Linked DNA regions of Mus musculus: regions 2 and 3 are each linked to region 1. The links are chromatin contacts, called in public HiChIP or PLAC-seq and promoter capture Hi-C maps. All regions are on one chromosome and are shown on one strand. The core of a region is the stretch at or near the end of the contact, and the rest is flanking DNA. Distances in the headings are between cores, read along the strand shown. Region 1 holds the start of Lpar6 (lysophosphatidic acid receptor 6). Region 2 has its middle 14 kb from the start of Gm35388. Region 3 holds the start of Cysltr2 (cysteinyl leukotriene receptor 2).

Region 1 (3,949 bases), core at 1,090-3,589:
GCAGCCAGAATATAAATCAAAATAGTAATTTCAAAATATACTATATAGTTAGATACCTTTTCTTTTTTATGAGTTGCCTAAAAAGATAAAATGTCATGCAGAAAACTGCAGTAGTCTCTTGGAGGAAATGCTCTAAAACTGTGTGACTAGTTCAAACTGGTTTTCTTCACTGTTTACAGTTTAAGGCATGATAAGTACTTTTAATCTAAAATAAAATATAAGTGAAATCTACTTAGTAAACTATTCCGTAAACAACATCTCGGTTCAGTATAAAACCATTTAACAGATTTCTGATTAAATCATTTCATGATATACAAAATTTTAAACGTACAGATATATCACATTATTTAAATCATAATTGCTTTTAGACCTTAACTTTATGGAGTTTTTTTTTTTTAATGAGGAAAAAACACGTTAAAGTGGTTCAAGAAAGTAAAATGGCGTGCATACAAGAATAGAATATATTTTAATGTTTAACACATCAGACACAAACTTCCTTTAAAAATATTTTCTGTTGGAGCCGGAGAGATAGTTCCCAAGAACACAGTTTTCACAGTTGAACACGGAGCAGTCCCAGTGGCTTAGTCAGGCAGCTTATATTGCAGATTCATTATCAAATATCTTATTTTTTAAGGTCTGTAGGTTGTGTTGGATAAAATTCTCAGTGCCCTGAACTTCAGAGAACCTGGAGTCACTTCTTCTAACCGACCAGTTTTTCATTTTTATTGAGTTCTGAATTGTGTCTGAGGTGAAGTAGTAAACAATAGGGTCAAAGCAGCAGTTGGAAACAGCGATGCAGAGAGTGATCGGGTACATGGTCCTCACTGCCGCCACCACAGAGCAGTTAACAAAGGTCTGTGTCCTCATGAGCGAGTACAAAATGAGGTTGATGTTGTAGGGCACAAAACAGAAACAGAAGATGACCAAGTGGACAAAAATCATTTTTAAAACCTTAGTTTTGTTCATTTTGCTTCTACTTAATGTAACAGGTTTATTTAAAGTTCTTAGCACCATACTAGAACAAGTTACGTTCAAAATGAGAGGGATAAAAAAGCCCACTATTTCAATGAAAATCACAATCCTGGAGAGATAAGTTTTCCATGTGGCCGCTGGAAAGTTCTCAAAGCAGGCTTCTGAGGTATTGTTCCCCTGAGAGTGGGTCGACTGAAAGAAAACTGCAGGCGCACTTCCTCCCATCACTGTGAACCACACAGCAATGCAAACGATCTTTGCATTTCGTTTCGTTCTTAAAGTCTTTGACTTAAATGGGTAGACAATTGCCAGAAATCGATCTACACTGATACAGGTTAAGAACAGAATGCTTCCATACATATTGGTGTAAAACAGCATTACTGAAATCTTACAGAGTAGATCTCCAAATGGCCAATTCCGTGTTGCAAAGTAAAAAATCCGAAATGGCAAAGTAAAGACGAAAAGTAAATCTGACATTGCCAGGTTAATCATGTACGTTGTAGTTTCATTTCTCACTTTGAGGGCACAGATGAAAATGTATATCGCAACACAGTTGGATATCAGCCCAAGCACGAAGACCATGCTGAACATGCACCCGTACAGAGTGTACTTAAAGGAGTCGTCATAAGGGCACTGGGAGCCATTGGAGCTTACCATTGTCAGGCAGTGCAGCTTACAGGAGGCCTTTTGTCCGCAGCGCTTGATCGATCGCCTTTGCTATTCAGATGTGGTCACAGCAGCAGCCAGTTTATTTGCAAAGTATTTGTTTCTTTTCCTGTTCTTACAAATACTTTCTTCTCTTAACTCTTCAAAGGAAACATGAAATGTGTTCCGTAAAAGTTTCTAGTAGATTATTCAGGAAAATAGTCTGATTTTCTGGTCGAGAAAATCCATGAGTCTGGAGTTTAGTTAACTGACAGAAAATGCAGTCAAGGAAGCCAACCCATAAAGCTGAAAGTGTAAGGAAAAACTGTTCCAAGTCGGACCAGACCAGTCCGCGTGGAAACTTGTGCTTCAGCCGCCAGGGTCCAAACCAGCTTTACTTCAGTCACAAACACTCGCCGTGCGTCCGTCCGCCCGTCGTCCTCGGGTACTTCTTCCTTCTTTTTATTCTCAAACTTTGTATTTCTACATTGATTCCGGACGGCGATAGGCAGTCGTTTAAGGGATCCCAGATAAATTCCTAAGCATGTTCGCGCTTGCTGAATGGAGAGGCCTTTCGGAGGTTGCCAGCTGTATTGTGAGATGGGCTGTCTCTGAAGTGAGCAAGAAAGCCTTCCCAGATTTGTAATATGACATCACAGGAAGAAGAGGCTGGGTTTGGACAAAGGAAGGCTTCAACCCAGTTGTTTGCAGTTCCTTTAATCTGATAATGTGTCTGCTGGGAATGTACCTAGGAGGCTTGCAAATGGTCACTGGCTGCCCAGCTGAGTTGGGTGTTAACTCTTTTTATGCCAAAATGCTTTCCGGGGATTCTGACAACTTCTCCAAAGTGGTTTGATTTGCTTTAGTTAGTAATAAGTAAGAGAAAGAAAGAAACATAAGGTAGATTCTTTCTCTTCTATTGCTCTTGTAGTTGGGATATTGCCTTCTTTAAAGAAATAAAATGCAGATGGGTGTATATATGTTTATAAATTGAAATGTAGGCGATATGAGTGGCACATTAAAGAACTGTTTGTGCCTGAAGGCAGAACCTTAAGAGTTTATATAAAGCCTTTGACTGAGGCAGGCAGTCCTGCTTCTCTTAGTATCTGGTGTTTTTTAATTGCTCTCCAGCATTTAACTTAATTGGCATGATTGTGAGTAGCTTTAATCCTGGATCTCTTTAGTTTTTGATAAATAATGTTCTAACATTTTTCTTTGAAACTAATTTTCTAGAGCTAGTTCAATTTTAATACACCAAAGACTACATTAAGTATGCCCCCCCCCCGGAGGATTATAACTCAGTAGTGAGAATAGTACTCCAAAACTTTTACTTTTAGTACAGTGTCAGTCTTTTGCCCACAACTTAATATAAGCATAGTGGGAAAGTGTGCTTTGTAAAACGGGCTCCCCCCTTCTGAGTTAATTGAAATAACTTACAGCAGAGAATCTCAGTTCTACTGTTTGTCTAAATGTAGTTTCCATGATTTTATTCTCCTTTCCTCCGTCTCTCCCTTCAGTTTCTTTTACATGTTGGCTGTGTGTTGGGGTATATTCCAGATCTACTTTCATCTCTAAATTTGAAGCTGAAACCCTTCATTTGGGGTCAGTGAAGGCATTTCAGAGCAAGTTTCTCTATAGACACCTTAGTTTACATATTAAGATGTATACTTAAGAGCATGTATCATGTGTTCTATACCTTTTAAATTTGATTACTTTTGATGGTGAATTATAATCTTTTTATTGTTTTGATTAGGAAGTCATCTATGATCAAATAATACAGTCTTATAGGCGGTAAAGATTGAGGGTCTGAACTTCTTTGCTTTGGTTTTGGTGTGGAAAACAGATGCAAATGTGTTCCTATTGGAAGATGGGAACTTTGAGTGCAGTAATGAAAAAAGGGACACTTAATAACATTTTCTTCTCCATGAAGAAACTTTTCTGTTAATAGTTATTTTAGGAAAAATATAAAATTTGAGTGATCCACTTTTAAGTTTCCTTATTGTCATTTTAAAAAACGATTTATTATGTATACAGTGTTTTGCTTGCATGTACACCTACAGTTCAGAAGAGGGCACCAGATCTCACTATAGATGGTTATGAGCACCATGTGGTTGCTGGGAACTGAACTCAGGACCTTAGGAAAAACAGCCAATGTGCTTAACCTCTGAGCTATCTTGCCAGCCCCCTTATTGTCATTTTTACAAATTATAATCGTTTTATGTCCTGGTACTGTCCATGTTTACTTTCATTGTGAAAACATGCATGAATGTGATATACATGCATATATGCAGGCCAGCACTTATACACATAAAAATAAATAGGTCTTTAAAAT
Region 2 (4,070 bases), core at 1,343-3,842, 150 kb after region 1:
GTTATGGTTTGTTAGAGCAGAAAAAAAAATACCGATTAATATCAGCAGCAGAAAAGAGGGAAGGGCCACTACCTTCCAATTCTTTCTTTAGCGAAGAAATGTGGGTGAGGCTTAATTCTCCCCACAACAATGTGTAAACGACATGGAAAGTATTGCCAAGAGGGAAGTTCACCTGAGCCATGGTCTCCAGATTTTCTTTAAAACGATATTTTATTTTTAATTGTGTGTCTATGTGTGAGTATGTGCACATGAGTACAGCACCCCTGGAAGCCATAAGAGGACATCACATCTCATGGAGCTGGAGTTACAAGTGGTTGTGTGCTGACTAATGTGGGTGCTGGGAACTGAACTTGGGTCCTCTGTATGAGCAGTAAGTGCTTGTAACCACTGAACCATTTCTCTAGCACACAGATCTTGTTTTTAAGGTAGGGAGTGTTCGGACATGGCACACTGCTAATATGATTGCCCTTACTCAGCCCCTGCAGACACCATGGTTAACCTCATGGTCCAAGGCTCTAAGAATCAATCCCAGTCTTAGCATCAAGTATCTGTGGGCCCTAGGCTCCCGGGGAAACAGACACTTTTCAGGCACAGTATACCAAAATTGTATTGTTAGCTCCCAGGAGCAGAAAAGGGCCATACATTTTTTTTCTGAGCTGTCCAGGGCTTGACAACCCAGACTTACTGAGTTACTTCCTACTGTATAGCACTCCGTAACATTCTCACAGTTAAAGAGGATTTTGACATTATGGGTGGGTGCAGCATACAACTCCTAAACACTATCCTTCTATCCTTATAAATGCAATGTGTTCCTGGAAGCTCTGATGCAGGGTGTGACAATTCTCAGGACTGCTTCAACTTAGAGTAACAGTGCATTAGGACAGCCACCCACATACTTTCCTAGGAAGGTTATAATGGGGCATCTATGAGAGAGACTTTTACATTCCATTTGAATCTAGGTCAATTAAGGGAAACCAGACTTTTCTCTCAGGGAAAGATGACATGGGAAGAAGCACTTGTCCCCAGGCCAGTGACACTCCAGAGTGGCTTGTCCTACTCTCCTGGGAGAACCAGGGGAGGCTATGTGTACTTAGAATGTTGCACTCAGAGCGGAGTCTGAGTTCTGGGTTTCCCACCTTCTTAGTGGCTACAGTGGGTTGTATGGCCCCATGACATGCCCGAGTCCTTATCCTAAGAATATGACCTTATTAGGTAAATAGGGTCTTTGGAGATGTAAGGAGGTTGTGGGGTCAGACGGTTGTCCTCATTCGTTTTCTCTTGATGTGGTAAAACACTGAACAAAATCAGCTTAGGCGTGGAAAGGAATTGTTTCATTTTACAAACTAAGCCATACTCCATCTCCGAGGGCAGGAGCCTGGAGGCAGGAACTGAAACACAGACCACAGAGGGGTGCTGCCTACTGGCTTGCTCTACATAGCTTGCACAGCCTGCTTTCTTATAGAACCCAGGACCACCAGCCCAGGGACAGCACCACTGACATCCATCATTAATCAAGAAAAGAAATAACCCATGGACATGCTCACAGGCCAATCTTATGGAGGGAGTTTTAAAATTGAGGTTCTTCTTCCCAAATGACACTAGCTATGTTGACAAAAAACAATCAACACAGATGTGACTAGCTTAGAGTTTTTTTTCTTTCTTTCTTTCTTTCTTTCTTTCTTTCTTTTTTTTTTTTTGCTATAAACTCAATGAGTAGTATCTTAATAAGCTAATAGAAGGCTGTGCTATACAGCAAGGTTGAGATTGGAACACAGGACACTGGGGATTGCTGGCTAGTGACTAGGAGAGATGCAAGGAGGGACTCTTTCAGGAGCTCCCAGAAACTTCCAGTCCTTGTAATGCATGGAAGACATTCGGTAAATATTTGTTAAATGAATGAGTGAAAGTGAATGAATGATTCTGTTGAGACAAAACTTTGATGCTAGGATCCAGGCTTTTGGAAACCAGGATCAGGTTTCCAGAATGGCAAGAGGATGAGCCTCTGTCTCTTTAAGCCAGGTTTGTGGGAATTTACCCTGGTAGACACAGTGACCTAGTTTCACTTTCTGAAAATAAGTTTTTGATAGTTTTCTTATCTATATCTTTGTGACACTCATCTCTTGAGTGAATGAAATGAGATACTGTGTATAGAAGAGTAAGAGGCCTTCTCACTTGCAATTTCTGTCTCTTTAGTTTTCTTTTATGTATGTATGTACATATGTACGTATGCATGCATGCATGCAGGTGTGTGTGTGTGTGTGCATGTACATGCATATGTGCACACTCATGTACATGCCCGTGTGCTTGCCCACACAGGTGACTGAAGAAGCCAGAGTTTGATGATGTTTGGGCATTTTTCTCAATTGCTTCTATACCTGACAAAGAGATGGGGGTCTCTCACTGAACCTGGAGCTCACTGTTTTGACGAGACTGGCTGGCCAGTGAGCCCCTGGAACCTGCCTGTGCTGGGGTGCGCTGCTGTTGTCAGCTTTTACGTGGACAATGGCAATCCAAACTCAGATCCTAACCACTGAGCCACCTCCAACCTCCCCTCTAGACATTTTCAAGTGGGTTCTTACTTCTTCTAGAGACTCCAGGATGTGGTTTGTATTTCACCGATGTTATAGCCACAAACTTACTGGAAGGTGCCCTGCAGAGAAATGAATTATGATTTCATTGCAAAGTCAAAAAAAGAAAAGAGAAAGCCGTGTGGGGGCAAATGTCAGCACCCAGGTTCTGCTTTAAGAAATACATGTGCCTCTGCAGTAAGGGTAGACACTGCCAAGTGACTTCATTGGTATCTAGAAAGCTAAGTCCCTATGATAAGATTGAACCAACCTGTGAATAGATAGTGGTGGTGCAGTATGTGATGGTGAACTCGATCTGGCTTTTATTTCCTCTGGGTCTTCTTATGTTTGTGTGGTGCAATCACACAGATTTCCAGAGGCTACTGAGAGGCAAGGAAGGGAGGTCAGTAGTTACAAATAGTTACAAATTGTAACACATAGTTACAAACTGAGAGAAGATTGTTGCCTGCGGAAGGCAGAAATGTATCACTCATTGTTGTAACACTGTTACTCCATAAGGTCACCACATTGCTACATCATTACTTATCCACAAGACTGGAAGGGCAGCTCCTGGCTCAGTGTGTGTGGCCCCAGACCATTTGTTTCTGTCAATACACACACACACACACACACACACACACACACACACACACACACACACACACACACGCACACACGCACACGCACACATTCATATAACACATATGAGAGAAATCTGCAACCTACTCCTTCAGGATATTCAAATCCTTTAGTGATTGCAAAGAAGAGGAGAAATAATTTATCAGGCACTTGGGCTGTGCCAAGGGCAGTGTCAGCTGAATTTATATACCTTTTCTAATTTAAGCCCCATCTAATTGACTTGGGAAAATCCCAACTTAAATTGGATTTGGGGGAATATGGCCTGGAAATAAATTGACCATGGAATTAAAACTTCAGAAGCCATGGGGAGGAGAATTGTTTTCCCCTAAAAGATGCCTGTTGTTAAGAATCCACTTTTACCTGGACAGAACCCTTTCCATTCATTCTCATCTATCCAGTCAACAGATATTTACTGTGTGCCTTCTATTGGCTCTCTTTAATGGTCAAAGAAAGGAATTTCTACTTCGTACAGGTTATGTTTCAGCTTTGTGGAAATAACTAAATGATCAATGAGCCGCTTGTTCTATGACTGGGCATTAATGTGTGTGAAAACTAGAGCCCAATAAAGAACTTTGGTAGTGAAAAGAGTGGTTGATTGTGACTTTAGGAAGCTCATCAAAGTATTCCTCACCCAGAAGGTGACAGGGAACAAAGCCTGAAGAAGCTGAGAGGAGTCACATGACTAGCAGAGGCGGAGCCTTCCAGATAGAGGCAAAGATTCACTGTAGGAGACTGCTTTGCTTGCTCGAGGAACAGCAAGGAGATGGGGGTTACTGCCATGAAACAGGTGAGGGGAAAACAGAAGGAGATCAAGGGCAGTTTATTAGCACCTGGAAAGACTTTGATATAGGTAGGCTTGGTGGT
Region 3 (4,205 bases), core at 792-3,291, 190 kb after region 1:
TTGTCAATTATTGATCTTACAGCACAAATCATTGCTGTTCTGTTTAGGAATTTTTCCCCTGTGCCCATATCTTCGAGGCTTTTCCCCACTTTCTCCTCTATAAGTTTCAGTGTCTCTGGTTTTATGTGGGGTTCCTTAATCCACTTGGACTTGACAAGGCGATAAGAATAGATCTATTTGTATTCTTCTACATGATAACTGCCAGTTGTGCCAGCAACATTTGTTGAAAATGCTGTCTTTTTTCCACTGGATGATTTTAGCTCCCTTGTCAAAGATCAAGTGACCATAGGTGTGTGGGTTCATCTCTGGGTCTTCAATTCTATTCCATTGGTCTACTTGTCTATCGCTATACCAGTACCATGCAGTTTTTATCACAATTGCTCTGTAGTAAAGCTTTAGGTCAGGCATGGTGATTCCACCAGTGGTTCTTTTATCATTGAGAAGAGTTTTTGCTATCCTAGGTTTTTTGTTATTCCAGATGAATCTGCTGATTGCCCTTTCTAATTCGTTGAAGAATTGAGTTGGAATTTTGATAGGGATTGCATTGAATCTGTAGATTGCTTTTGGCAAGATAGCCATCTTTACTATATTGATCTTGCCAATCCATGAGCATTGGAGATCTTTCCATCTTCTGAGATCTTTAATTTCCTTCTTCAGAGACTTGAAGTTCTTATCATACAGATCTTTCACTTCCTTAGTTAGAGTCACACCAAGGTATTTTATGTTATTTGTGACTATTGTGAAGGGTGTTGTTTCCCTAATTTCTTTCTCAGCCTGTTTATCCTTTTTGTAGAGAAAGGCCATTGATTGGAAAAAAAGAAACCCAAACAACTAGACTGTTATAATTGCTAAGTAGTGTGTTGTTTTGCAATTATGAAGTTTGAGAATTTTAGGTTAATTGTTCTGTTTCAAAATCATATTGAGTATTTGGGGTCATTTTGATGCAGTATAGATTTTAAAATGGATTTCGCTGAGGATAAGTTATACATAGGCAAGAGAAGAAGAAACAAAGACGGCAGAAATCTTTAGGAAAAACTTGCACCTGGAAAAATTAATAGGAAATGAGCAATCTGAAAAGGGGGTGTAATAGGTATTAGTCTGTTGCTATAGTAAAATATCAGGAACAATGGCAACACAAGGAAAGAATTTATTGGGATTTAAATTTCAGACAGTCCATATGACCTGGGAGGCATGGTGGTGAGTGCCCAGGGAAGGAAGCTGAGAGATCACATCTGTATCTGCAAATGTGAACCAGAGAGAGCAGTATGAGAACTGGACTGAGGGGATAAATGCTCACAGGCCACTTCCGGTGGTGCCACATCCCCTCCTGTGAGGCTGCACCACCTCCCTGAATAACACCACTGACTGGAGACCCAGCGTTCAAGCACCTGAACCCGTGGGAGAGATTTGTCACTCAGTCTCAGGAGGCAAAGGAGAACGAACCATTCTGAAAGTTGGAAAAAAGAGCGAGGCAGATTGAGAACAAGTCTCCACAATTAGCTATTCAAACAAGAGAGAAAGGAAGAGGAAAACGGAGAAAGAACACATTACATGAACCTTGAGACCATCGGTGACCTTTGCAGAGACTTTTCAGTGGAGTAAGTGAGAATGTGAGAGCATCAGAGAGTGGTGAGAGTGCTCTAAAGCAGGCTACAGAGCGCTGCACTGATGGGTTGGGCATGGGAACAGAAGCCCTTTTGGAGAAATAACAGCCACTTAACCTCCCCCTCCCCCCAGCTCCCTGCCCATCACATCCTGCAAAAGATCCCGATGGAAAGGGGGGGGGGGGGAAGGAAAGAAAGAAAAGAAAGAAAAGAAAAACCCCAGCAAAAACCAATCATTAGCGGCAGGGCAATTCTAGGGTGACTTGAAAGAGGTTGACAGTCACAAACTGGAAATTCTCTGACTTCTGAAGAAAGAACTCAAGCACCCACACCCATGACAGTGCCACAAAGCTGAGGTCCTGCTGACCCAAGTGACTTCTCGCCTTGCTATTGGCTGACACTGTTCATAAAACAGTGTTTGTTTCACTTTTGTTTTAAATAAACAAGCTGCATTCTATGGGGCGAGAAGCCTGGAGTCAGAGCAGACGCCAGGGCGACCGAAGGCAGAGGCACAGGTAGGTTTCCCTTTGTGTTCATTTGTTACTGAGAACTGTGCTTTGAGGATGAGTACAGGAATGGCATGTGGAAAGTAAGCTTAATTTGTTCAACTATCAGTGTTTGTTCTACCATCTTATGTGGTAAACTGGAAAAAGTACAAAAATATTGTAGACTGTAGAAAATACCACCACAAGGCTTGATTGTCAGTTGGGGTATTTCCTTCCTTTTTGAGGTGCATATAATTTTTAGCTTTCTCTCATAGTTGTATATATAAAATAAGAGCAGATATTATTTTTTTCCTTTAAAGCGTGCACTTTATCCACACTACCACGAATTCTATAAAATTGTAATTGTAAATTGCTATATGAGGCACTTCTTTTAGCATATAGATTTTACCATTTAGATTCTTTCCTATTTTGCATAGATTCGGTCATTTTATTCTGTAAGACCTTTTTCTACTCCGAAGCTTTGCTTTTGGAAGAGAGAAGAGTCCATCTGAGAAGGCATACTTCAGTGATTTGGTTCAGAGGTACACTGGGGAATTCACATGTGTGGAGGGCTGTGTGCTTGGAACCCATTCATTTGGGAACATCCATTGGCGATTTTTAGCTTGGGCTGCACCTCAGTCAGAAACACTTCATCTTAGGAGATTAGAAAACAACCCCTCAAAAACGGATTTTCTGGTATTGGCCAGTCTTTAATGTGTTTTTGTCTACTATTAATTCCCAGGTGATGTTAATGAATAGTCAGTTAAAAAAGTTAAATAAGCTGTTTGAATACTTTCTAGTCTTTTACATGTACCTGAGAGTAATATGAATGAAGAAATAAGAAGATGCAATCAAAGGCAAGTCTTTTTTTTTAACTCTGTAAATAGCTTATAGAGCTAATTTATGGGGCATATAAGAATTTTAGAAGTCTTTGTCATCTACCTTAACCACTTCAACCCTTGAGATGCGACCATACTCGGAAGCTTCAGTTCACTAATGCTTGAAGTAAGTAGATTTGTTTCCATGGCTTGGGAAGGTAGGAACTAGAGAAGCAGAGACTCTAGAAGGTTCTAAATATGTTACCATTAAGCTCACTGTGTGCTAGTACCTGTCAAGGCTGTCATATTTCTTTGGTTTCACAACCTTGTAAGGTCATTCAAGAGATGTGTGCCAAGTTACAAACATACCACAGGTATAGAAGATGGCTAAGACTGGATCTAATGTCTCACCCTGCTTTTCAAGAGAAATTGTTTTCACTGGATCCTTATCCCTCTAAGGAAAATATGGACTGAATTTATATAAGAGCTGTGTTCTGCTTTCTCCCCTAAGAAAGGATAGACAGATAAAGGGTAACTAATTAACCCAGGCTGAATCAGTCTTTCCTGAGCTTCCTACAGGAACATACTTGAACTTAATTTGATCAACAGCATGCCAGATGAATTTCTTCTTGTTTTCATTCCATGGAGAATAGTACCTCTTTAGCATCTTTGATACAAATAAGAATTTTTGTAGTATATTTGTATATAGAGACATGTATATATAATATATTTCTCATTTTGTAGATGGCAAAAACAAAGCCCTGGGGTCACAGGGTATTTCCCTAGGTAGAAGCAAATTGGCAAGCCCAGAGGATCTGGCTACATTCTTATAACCCAAATAATAACTATTTTAAGGAATTGATGAAATGAATTTTCTTTTATCTGCATGTTATTAGTTAAATGATGGCATTAATAGTATATCACTTGGAAAATAAAAGATGACTATGTCTCAGTGGCTAGTAAAAGCAGGATACAGAAAAGCAATGTAACATGCACCCTCTTTTATTAAAAATAGTTATCTGTATTTGAGGAAAGAGAAGAAGGAGTATATGTGCAGACCTGTCAGGTTGGTAAAAGTTGTCATTTACACACGACTCAGCTTGTTATCTTTTTCCTCACCTTAAGTACGTATAAAACCTAAAACAAAAACAAAAAGTAAATTAACAGAACTGGGTAGAATGGACTGCACCTTCTGTTTATTCTCCAGATAAAATGGCCTCCAGCTCCCTTTTCCAGTTGGCTGTAAGGCAGCCCTGTGCCCAGTTCTGAGTTTTGTCCATGTCTGTCACCCGTGGTGT

What was found. HiChIP or PLAC-seq counts read pairs in DNA pulled down with a chosen protein or histone mark. Capture Hi-C pulls out chosen DNA fragments and counts their contacts.
Region 2: a BATF HiChIP or PLAC-seq map of CD8 T cells shows a contact between it and region 1, with 9 read pairs. The contact joins the enhancer-like site here to the promoter of Lpar6 in region 1. A contact is called at or near these places in 2 of 39 promoter capture datasets (macrophages and neutrophils), 2 of 484 Hi-C or Micro-C datasets (female germline stem cells and female germline stem cell-derived STRA8 germ cells), 4 of 115 datasets of contacts at active chromatin or transcription factors (CD8 T cells, the SCID.adh cell line, embryonic stem cells and 1 more) and 3 of 9 other capture datasets (adipose tissue, embryonic stem cells and liver).
Region 3: a promoter capture Hi-C map of pancreatic islet shows a contact between it and region 1. The contact joins the promoter of Cysltr2 here to the promoter of Lpar6 in region 1. A contact is called at or near these places in 2 of 484 Hi-C or Micro-C datasets (Th1 cells and natural killer cells), 3 of 115 datasets of contacts at active chromatin or transcription factors (effector CD8 T cells, memory CD8 T cells and regulatory T cell precursor) and 3 of 9 other capture datasets (adipose tissue, liver and pancreatic islet).

The regions. Positions count from the first base shown.
Region 1 is chr14:73,236,281-73,240,229 of GRCm38.p6, reverse strand. Lpar6 (lysophosphatidic acid receptor 6) reads right to left here and starts at 2,339. Exons shown (of 1, transcript NM_175116.4): 1 at 1-2,339. The coding sequence starts at 1,629. The coding sequence ends at 595. All of the region lies in intron 17 of Rb1 (RB transcriptional corepressor 1), which reads left to right. RefSeq lists an enhancer at 3,904-3,949.
Region 2 is chr14:73,086,438-73,090,507 of GRCm38.p6, reverse strand. No RefSeq gene overlaps it. Among named protein-coding and RNA genes, the nearest start is that of Gm35388, 14 kb to the left of the region's middle. Within about 2 kb of position 2,592, at least 35 of the 459 cell types and tissues checked have an H3K27ac peak or open chromatin away from gene starts, as enhancers often do. A contact at or near this core is called in CD8 T cells, where this site is marked.
Region 3 is chr14:73,046,950-73,051,154 of GRCm38.p6, reverse strand. It overlaps Cysltr2 (cysteinyl leukotriene receptor 2), which reads left to right and starts at 2,041. Exons shown (of 5, transcript NM_001162412.1): 1 at 2,041-2,119; 2 at 2,527-2,631.